Regions from separate parts of the Rattus norvegicus genome. Here region 2 is linked to region 1. The links are chromatin contacts, called in public Hi-C maps. All regions are on one chromosome and are shown on one strand. Each heading gives the region's core, a stretch centred on a gene start, on an enhancer-like site or on the middle of the called end of the contact. The rest is flanking DNA. Distances are from core to core; before and after follow the strand shown. Region 1 has its middle 26 kb from the start of Il1rl1. Region 2 overlaps Il18rap (interleukin 18 receptor accessory protein).

What was found. Hi-C and Micro-C count contacts between places; a contact is called where the count stands out from the background.
Region 2: a contact with region 1 is called in a Hi-C map of the A7r5 cell line, with 4 times the contacts expected there. The contact joins two enhancer-like sites. A contact is called at or near these places in 5 of 12 Hi-C or Micro-C datasets (the A7r5 cell line, the Rat2 cell line, hepatocytes and 1 more).

What each region holds. Positions count from the first base shown.
Region 1 is chr9:50,143,952-50,148,794 of GRCr8, reverse strand. No RefSeq gene overlaps it. Among named protein-coding and RNA genes, the nearest start is that of Il1rl1, 26 kb to the left of the region's middle. Within about 2 kb of position 2,389, at least 5 of the 93 cell types and tissues checked have an H3K27ac peak or open chromatin away from gene starts, as enhancers often do. A contact at or near this core is called in the A7r5 cell line, where this site is marked.
Region 2 is chr9:50,276,812-50,281,419 of GRCr8, reverse strand. It overlaps Il18rap (interleukin 18 receptor accessory protein), which reads right to left. Exons shown (of 12, transcript NM_184047.2): 6 at 864-1,014. Among named protein-coding and RNA genes, the nearest start is that of Il18rap, 15 kb to the right of the region's middle. Within about 2 kb of position 2,074, at least 4 of the 93 cell types and tissues checked have an H3K27ac peak or open chromatin away from gene starts, as enhancers often do. A contact at or near this core is called in the A7r5 cell line, where this site is marked.

The DNA.
Region 1 (4,843 bases), core at 1,140-3,639:
GAAGCATGAAGAATTGGAGTCTAGGCTGCACTCCAGAGTGAGACGGTAGATTCTCTGCTCTACACGAACCATCCATATCATACCTCCTGTCCCACAGTTCAGGGATCAGCACAGAAGAGGGGGCAGAAAGCTTGTAAGGACCAGAGAAAGTCAGTGTCTGCAGTTAGCCTGGGCAGGACAGCACAATTGCACATATGAACTAAGCTGCTGAGACTGGTGCAGAAACCCACACAGTACTAAGCCAGGCAGAATTTCAACATGGAGCATGGAGTCCCAAGCCTAGCCCAGGATGATTGAAAGTGGACAGCCACTGGGGGTGGGGTAGGGAATGTCAGTTTTCTTCCAGGCTGAAGGAGTTTTAGTAGATGGTCTCACACACACAGACATGCAGGCTACACTAAGCGGACTCAGTGGTGTGTGTGTGTGTGTGTGTGTGTGTGTGTGTGTGTGTGTGTGTGTGTGAATGGTGTGAATGTGTGTGTGTGTGTTTGTTTTAAAATCAATGGGAGTGTTTCTGTGTGTGTGTGTATTTGAAAGTGTATATGTGAGTGTATGTCAATATGTGTTTGTGTGTGTGTTTGTATGTGTCAGTGTGTGTGTATTTGTTTTAAAAACACATGAAGTTGGAAGGATAAGTGGTAAAGATATAGAGAGAAAACTGGGAGGGAAAGAGCATATTTGATAAAATACATTATATGTATTAATTCATTCTCAAATGATAAAAAACTATAAAGAAACACATAAGCAAGTAAAGAGTGATCAGGAGTGCTGGAAGAAGAAGGGGAAAGAGGAAGGAAGATTAAAAGAGAGAGAGCAATAAAGGGAAAGGGAAAAGAGAGAGAGAGATAGGAAAAAGTGTGGAGGGAAAACAGAAAAGTAGAGTTATCATGTTCCAATATTTATAGCACACAGTTCCAGTTAAAAGAAACTTTTTCACATGTCCCAGAAAACCATTTCCACACCTTCTCCTTTTCCTAACAACCAGAGCAAACAAAACAAATGGACCCAGAAAAATCACAATTTTGCCATTACAGAAATGGTTACACAGTAACAAGTCTGATAGGCTTGCACAATAGCCGTTTTTCATTCCTGTGATAAAATACTTGAGATTGGGCAACTTTGTAAAGAAATTGGGGTTATTTCTCCCACCTAGCAGATTCCAGGTTGTAACATGTAGATGGTTTTAACAATGGTGGAAAGACCAAGTCGTGCAAACAGGAACATGGCAAAGATTCAATGGTGTTACTCTTACAATTACTGGTTCTCACAAAGCCCAGGGGTCTCTTCAGGACTACACTAACCTCTTCCTAAATGGGTCCTTCAGTGACCTGCTAACTCCCTCCAGTTCCCGTCTCCTAAAGGCTCCACCACCTCTCACTGCCAAGAAGGGACACAGGTCCCCAACACATGAGGGGGGGGGGTATCCTTCAAATGTATCCAAACCACAAAACATTGAAAAACAGAAAAACAATCTCATCAGTTTGTTTGAATGGGAAGCACACCTGACTGGTACAAGATTTTCCGTGATCACTGCCTGGGCGCTTATCTTCCAGACGAAGGACCATGTACTATTAAATACCCTTCTCAACTAGTAGCTGTGGTTGGTTTGTATTTTGAAAGCAGCCTGGCTCACTCTGGGAGATGCTGCTGTGTCTTGAAGAGCCGTACGAATCGCCAGTGTGTGCAGTGGCGGTCCTGCACCTCTTGCTTATGTGCTTTCTCTTGCTGGGCTTTCCCCAGCCAAGAGAAGAGACCTGCTAGTCACTCAGCTTCGTTCAAGGCAAGGATAACCGTGTCTACCCAAGGCTAGTGTTTCTGAACACATGAAGGGGCTCAGTGAAGAAAATATAACTTCACCAGACATATCGAAGATCTGGAGACACAGAAAACGTCAGAAGGGGGAATCAGGTTGTCAGGGGTTCAACTTTAGTTGTCCTGACAACAGACAGCAATTGCTAGCTACATCGAGTAGGTGCATTAAAAGTTGCTTCCGGAGCCGAAGTGATTAAGAGTATATGATGCTCTCACAGGTTTGGTTCCCAGCAACCAGACTCATGAATAAATGTTTTATAAAAGTTGCTTCTGAGCCATTTTGTAATTTAAATCAACTGCACTTATAGTGGCCCAACTTAGTGTGACATTTTAGCAATCTCTTGGGGGGGGGCATATACAATAAACTTCAGGGGGGGGGGCCCTTTCCCAGTCCTGTATCTCCTGAGGTGGTGCTGAGAGGAACAGTGGACACAGGCACCTAACTCTTATACCATGTCTACCTCAAACCTTCTGACTGTCCCGATGTGAAGGTTGGAGACAAAAGATGACGCCATTGGTGTGGTTTCCTCTTGTCCCTGATTTTCAGCAGAGCTGATGTTGAAGTTTTAGCTGAGGTCAATGGCATTTCATAAGAACGAATCACACCCAACAATGACCACCACCTCCGCAGCCCAATGGCCAACTTTTACTCATCTGAAGACATCGAAGGTTTTCACTGGTGTTCAATTTGTGGGGGGAAAAAAAACAAAAGACAAAAATGACAACAACAACAAAAAAGTATCTCTTCCTCGCCCAGCCAGGCAAATAAGGAAGAAGGATTTCTAAGATAAATTTTCCTAGAACTGAGTACCAGGAAAAAAAGAGGAACTAGGTAGGTAACCCTGCCTGTGTCAGCTCATCTGGCCAGTTTCAGATCCTGTGCCTCCAAAGCAGACATCAGTAAACTACAAAAGAGGGGGTGCTGCCTGGTGGGGGACATGAGCATAGGCAACTGCTCATCCCTGCGGGGCGTGGGGTGCTGCCTGGAGTCCTGCAGATGCACTTAGGCAATTGCTCATACCTGGGCAAAAAATTTTCTGGTTTCTGAAAAGCATGGAAAGGATCTTGAGCAGACTGGTGTATCAGAGTAGACCACTGCAGGAAGCTGGGGCAGGAACTTCTGGTACACAGAACTGCGGGAGCGCCAAATGCTGCACTGCTACCATTAAAGGATTAATGCGCTAGAAGTAGCTGCTTGCCACGGCCACAGCTCAGTGCACTCTGCATTCTAGAAGGTGTACTTTCTACTTTCTTGGCTGATCAAAATAACCCTTGACTACTTGCGTGCTCTACCTGTACCCCTAGAATGCTTCTCTCTGGGGAGCACAAGACCCAAGATGGTTACCACATAGCATGGCAGCCTAAGCATAGATATATTTCTCCCAGGACCACCTCTGTCAGAGCTCTGGGCAGACTCAAATTTGTCAAAGGACATGAAGGTGTCACCAAAACCCATTTGATATCCTTGGCAGTGTACCAGGGCAGCAGCTAAGAGTATCTGAAAGACAGGGCTGACACCATGTGTAGTTAAGGCTCTAGTAGGCATCTTGTAGGTCATGATATTCACAGCTTGGTGAGACTAATGGTTTCTCCACTACCTCCAGTAATGTGCATAGAGCCTTCCAGTACTAGTTCCAAACAGATTCTATTCAGACAGAAGGGAAAGAACGAGGGTGCCCCCTGCAGGACAAAAGGAGCAATCCTGTACAATGTGGAAAGGTTGGGTTTGGAACCTACCAGCTGCCCTTCTGCTGGGGTAGGATTGGGCTGGAGAGAGAGGGAGGGAGAGAGGGAAAGAGGGAGAGAGGGAAAGAGGGAGAGAGGAAAAGAGGGAGAGAGGGAAAGAGGGAGAGAGGGAGAGAGAAGGAGAGGGAGAGGGAGAGGGAGGGGGTGCTCAATGGTTAAGAGCACTGACTGCTCTTCCAGAGGTCCTGAGTTCAAATCCCAGCAACCACATGGTGATTCACAACCATCTGTAATGAGGTCTGATGCCCTCTTCTCGTGTGTCTGAAGACAGCGACAGATGAGGACAGCGACAGATGAGGTAGTCTCGGCTGCTTTCCCACAGTCATGCTTCATGGGTTGAGCAACCAGACCACCACTTGGCTCCTCTACCAAAATTATACAGGAGCTACTACTACAGAGGTGCTGCTGTTGTGTTTGGAGCTCCTGCCTGACCCATTGTACCTATCCAGTAAACATCAGATACCATGTAGCAATAAAAGTCATACTAATGCAGTAGGACTAATAATTATTACAGTTACAAGCCGAGCCAGGGTTTCAAAAAGAGTCTGAAATGCTCTCAAATCGGCAAGATTTTTTTTTCACTTACACAACATTACCTCTCACAGAAAAGTCAGCCTGCCCTCATGAGATTTGAAATCAGAATGAACTGAATATGGAAACTAAATTACCTGGAGGTTGTGTGTACGTGGCATATCAAACATAAATAAAATTTCGTTATCAGACTTGGGTTCCAGCCCCAAAGTATCTCATTATTCGTATTTAAATAGTTCAAGGCCTACCCCCCAAAATCAGCAGTCTTAAATGGATATGGTCCCAACGGTCTTACATCAAGAGGACCTCATCTGTGACAGCAATATGTTCATCGAGGCCTCAGCAGCACATTTTCTTACAAGGTATGGTGAGGGTGGGGTGCTCTAACATAGGCAATATGGCTTGCCTAAGAAGCAATTCAGCCTAGAAGCAGGGACCTATCCGCATAATCCAGACTAAAGAGAAAGAACACATTTTTAGCCTGAAGTTCAAGAACCTTCTAGAAACAATGTGTCCTGCCTAGCCACCCACCCCCACTTACTCCCGTGCGTGAACCCCGGGGGAGCAGAAGCATTCCCATAATCCCCACGAGAGGGCGCCACAGTGCCGTGGGGGAAATGTCAAATGGCTTCTTTGCTCTACTCTGGCAAATTAAGGTATGACTTTCCCCCCCAGCCTCCTGACTTTTTTTTCCTCAGGGCTCTTTTGTCCATGAACTGTTTTCTTTTCCTCTTGATGTCATTTTTTACATGAG
Region 2 (4,608 bases), core at 825-3,324, 130 kb before region 1:
ATATATATATATATAGAGAGAGAGAGAGAGAGAGAGAGAGAGAGAGATTTGATTTTATTGTTAGTCAAAGAGGAATAAATTAGGGGAGAGAAAGTAAAAGCACAACTTGATACCAATCAAAAGAGTCTCGTGGCCCCCAATATTATTTAGGAATATTTAAATTTTGTTCATCATGAATAAGGGGTGCCAACTCGAAACCATCACCTTAATAAGATAGTGTGTGTTTAAGATGCAAAAGGCAGTGTTGTGTTTTATCAATAAATGTATGCATGCATAGAAAAAGCATAAATTTAATCTAGACCAGGGGTTCTCAACCTGTGAATCAAGACCCCCTTTAGGGTTCATAGGGGTCACCTAAGACTATCAGAGAACATGGGTATTTACATCACAATTCATAACAGTAGCAAAATTACAGTTATGAAATAGCAATAAAATAATTGTATGGTTGGGGCTCACCACAACACAAGGGAACTATATCAAAGAGGCTGAGAACCACTGATCTAGACTATAATCTTTCAGTGCCTCGTGGGAAACAGATCTCAAGCCATAGCAGTGATGTTCCTTTTCTTAAAAAATAAAATACACAAGTAGAAACTATCCAATGCATATTTAAATTTCTTGCAAAAATAAACCAGAAAGAAAGGAACAGATATCCCACTTTAAGACAAGATGAACATGACCCAGAGCTGAGCCCCTCTGTGTAATAAGACTTCGTTGATGGAGACACTGGGTTTGCCAACATGCAACCCTTTAATGGTTGCCAGTGTGTGACTATCTCTTTTCTTAATCTAAAGAAAAATAATCACTTAACCAAATAAAGATGATTTTCACCGGTCCACAAGAGTTCAGAAAAAGTCACTTACCGATGGTTCTCACTTGAACCACAGCTCGGACGGTCCAGGAACTCACATTATCTGACTGAGTGTAATCGCACACGTACAAGCCTTGGTGAAAATCATAAATATCCTCCATCTCAATTGGATTTTTCTTATACTCGGGCAGCAGTCTTCCATCCTAATCCAAAAGATAAGAAATTAAACACCCCAGAGTTCTTATTGATATTCATTTTGCCCATAGAAAAGCTTCAGAGACTGAACTTCGGTCAAGCAAGAAGCTGTCTCTTAGAATCCTTCGGTAGCTCCTCACAGACTAATCTGGTCTCATTCTGGGCTCTGGCTCCTTTACACGCCCCGCCTTCCCATGACAGTTATGCTCTCTGGAAGCAATCTGTGGTTCCAGGCACAGGCACCACCTTTTTACAGTAAGGGTGCGATGGGGGAACATCCCTGTCCACAGTTGTTAGAAGTAGACACTGGCCCTGGGAAGTAAGTGAGTCGTGGGTACATGGTAGGGAGTAAGCGTGAGTCCCTTCACACAGTCGGCCGTGGGCCTCCAGGCACTGAGTCTCAAGCTCTTCTGTCACATCCCAGAGTGCTCAGGGAGCACCTGGCAGCAGCACACACCTCTCGGCTCCCATAAAACAGGGCTACCTCCCTGAGTCTGAGGAGAGTTGCGAAGAACACAGGGGAACCAATTAAAAAATCAACATCACTGTAGGACGATGCAGAGTAAAGCTCAGGTACAGGAAAGAAGGCCAAGGTGGACTGAATGTGTTTGATCTGTGTAAACGGCTTCCTTAAGGACCTGTGAGTTCAGGAGAGCACAAAGCAAGGAAGGTTTTAAAGCAGGAGAGTGCTGTGATAGGACATTTTGAGCAAAGTGTCTAAAGTTGGCTGTGGTGTTCTTGGACTCGGAAGTAAAGACTATTGTGACCACCTTCTTATCACTTGGGATTTTAGGGCACTGTGGGGGGCCTCAGTCAATATCTGTGAAAAGATTTGTCACCACTGTCCTAAATCCTGCAGACTAACTCCCTATGTGATGCCTTCTATGACACGGGACCTTCCACTCTCCTGGGAACATCAAGAGTAGATCTTTTACGATTATAATCTAAAGAAAGGAGAAAGCAGAGACAACAAACGGTGGAGAACCTGATCTCTACAGAGGTTGCGAAACTCTCTCTTATGTATGACTCCATGTGGTTCGCATTAGATGACAAAGCTCCCAGATGCCACTGGCCTTACACATCAGGGCAGCTGCCATGACTGACCTTCAGTCTTCCTCCTCTCTTAGCTCTCCCACAGAGCCCAATATTCCCACTTCCTCCTGCTGTATTCATACCTCCCTCGGAAACCTTTAGGACAGGACACCTTGCATTGCCTTACAAGACTGACCGCTTTCTCTTCAGAGGCAGAGTGTAGTCTGTAGTTTCACTAACTCCCTTAGTAAGATTCTGACCTAAAGGACAATTCCTCTCAGACTGCCTCTCTCTTGAACCAACTCTCTGATTTCTCTCCATATGACCTATCACTTACTTGTCCAGAGGAGTGTCTGGCTTGGGCTTCACATGGATTTTATCACTTTTATTTTACAAACGAGGAGAAAAGTATTTCATAATTTAAGTTAAAATCTAACACGGGCATGCTTGGTAAATGAAGAACTGAATATTAAACCTTTTTCTGACTAAGAGTCTCATCTGCTACTTGAGGGATTTCCCTTCCACTGGCCTTCTCACAGGTAGAAGCAGGAATTTCCCCACCTCCAAGTGTCTGGCACAGTTCCTGTGGCCCAACAAAGAGCTTTTCCCGGGCTGGCACAGACAGGACCACACTGGTCATAGAGTAGTTACAAGTCAGGAGGAAAAGTCAGGGAAAGTGCCAGAGACAGACAGCTGAAATATTTATCAGGCGATTGTGAAGATCAAGAACACTCCAGAAGTGAACAAGAAGAAAATCCCGGAGATAAAGCTTTAGAAAACCCACTAAGAGCCTACAAACTGCAGAGCATAGACTGTGGGCAGTAAATCTCCTAAGACTCTGGTGGAGTGGTGACACAATGCACCATCACTAAGAAAGACCACAGTCGGTCCACTGAGGAGCGTAGATGGCTAACCAAACAGACCTGTTCCTCGTTCTATAGATAGTGACTACGGCTTAGTGTGTACCATGAAATGACGTTGTGAGATGGAACTCAAGAGAAATGTCAAAGAAACATGTGAAGAGATGTGGAGCTCAGCAGTCTTTTCAGTCACATGCAAGACTGGCAGGAAGGAGACGCAGAGACGTCTGCCCAAAGTACTATGTTCCGCTCTGAGGAGGGGAGGTAAAAAATGAAAGTACAAAGGGGGAGCATCCACAGTGCAACCTGTGTGGAGAGTCGGAGGTCCTGGGAAGAACAAGTGGAAACCAGATGTTTAGGGGTGCATGTAAGGAGAACAAAATCACTCCTAGTGAGAGAGCGATCACTGGATTTTTGTGGTGTCCTATCCTGAAGCTTTACTACCAGGCAGCACGGTACTAGGGAGCACCCCAAAATTGTAGGGTTCTCTAGGAATGGTGCTGTTTACCTGGCCATCCCCTACCTGTTCTGAAGGGACTTCCTGGGTTTATATTTTCAGTCTGTTCTCCTTCATGGGCTTGAAATGGCTGTTCACCATCATCATCGCCACATCTGGATTTAAGCATATCATATCTTCGCTCTCTATGATTGAGCCAGTTTCTATTGTCTACAGCTTGACAAACACCATGAATTATTGTGAGCCAAAAGATTCTAAAATGTTATGATTGCCTCTTTAACTCATCCTTCGTCAAAGCATTTGATTGTTCCTCTTCTTCCATAAAAGTGTCTCCTCCCTTCATTGCCAGCTCTGTGGATAGGAATGCACACTGGGAAAGTTTAAACATGCTAGCAGGGCTCCATCCCCACTGGCATGAGCATGAGCAACCCACAGTTTTTATTTCCAATCTAGTGGGGTTTATACCGTGCAAGAACTCCGCGTCTAACTCAACAAGCAGCTTGCCCATCTTCACTGAATCGGTTCCTTGTCTTTCTCTGTTGTGATGTTATTCTTCCTTAGTTAGAACCCTCGCACAATCTCTTGCTCCAATCACCCTACAATGCCATTCTTATTTTTTCAATCCCATAGTTGTATTCATTTTAATATAATCAATGGAAATTAATAAACCAGACGTTTTAAAATAGGGGTCCAATATCAGTTCCTAGCCAACATACTGAGTAAATTATTGAACAGATGGTGTATGGGCAGCTGGGAAGGAGGTGGTGGTTAATATCAGCCAGCTTGCACTCACTACCAGCATATAAAAGTCATCTAATTTTCCTGCATAACTGAGAACTTAGATTAGAGACTCAGGGCGCTATACATTTGATCTTTACTCTATGGTGTAATTTGGACAATACATTCACGATCCCCCTGTTTAACAATAAGACAGTTATGAGATGAATAATAGGAGGTGTGGGTGCCTTTTCAAATAACTGGACAGTAATGCCACCCCCATGACAGTGTGCCGCTGGAAGCATTCTTCAGAACCCACAGCAGAGAGAGAAAGCTGTCATGCACACTTGCTCAGTAGGCCTCCCACCTCCCCACACTTTTTTTTAAAAATTGATCTTATAGATTTTGCTTTGTTATATTACAATTTAGGATTTTGTGTTCTTAAGGGATTTCTGTGTGTGCCTGTGTGTGTGTGTGTGTGTGCGTGCCTGTGTGTGTATGTGTGTGTGCCTGTGTGTGTGTATGTGTGTGTATGC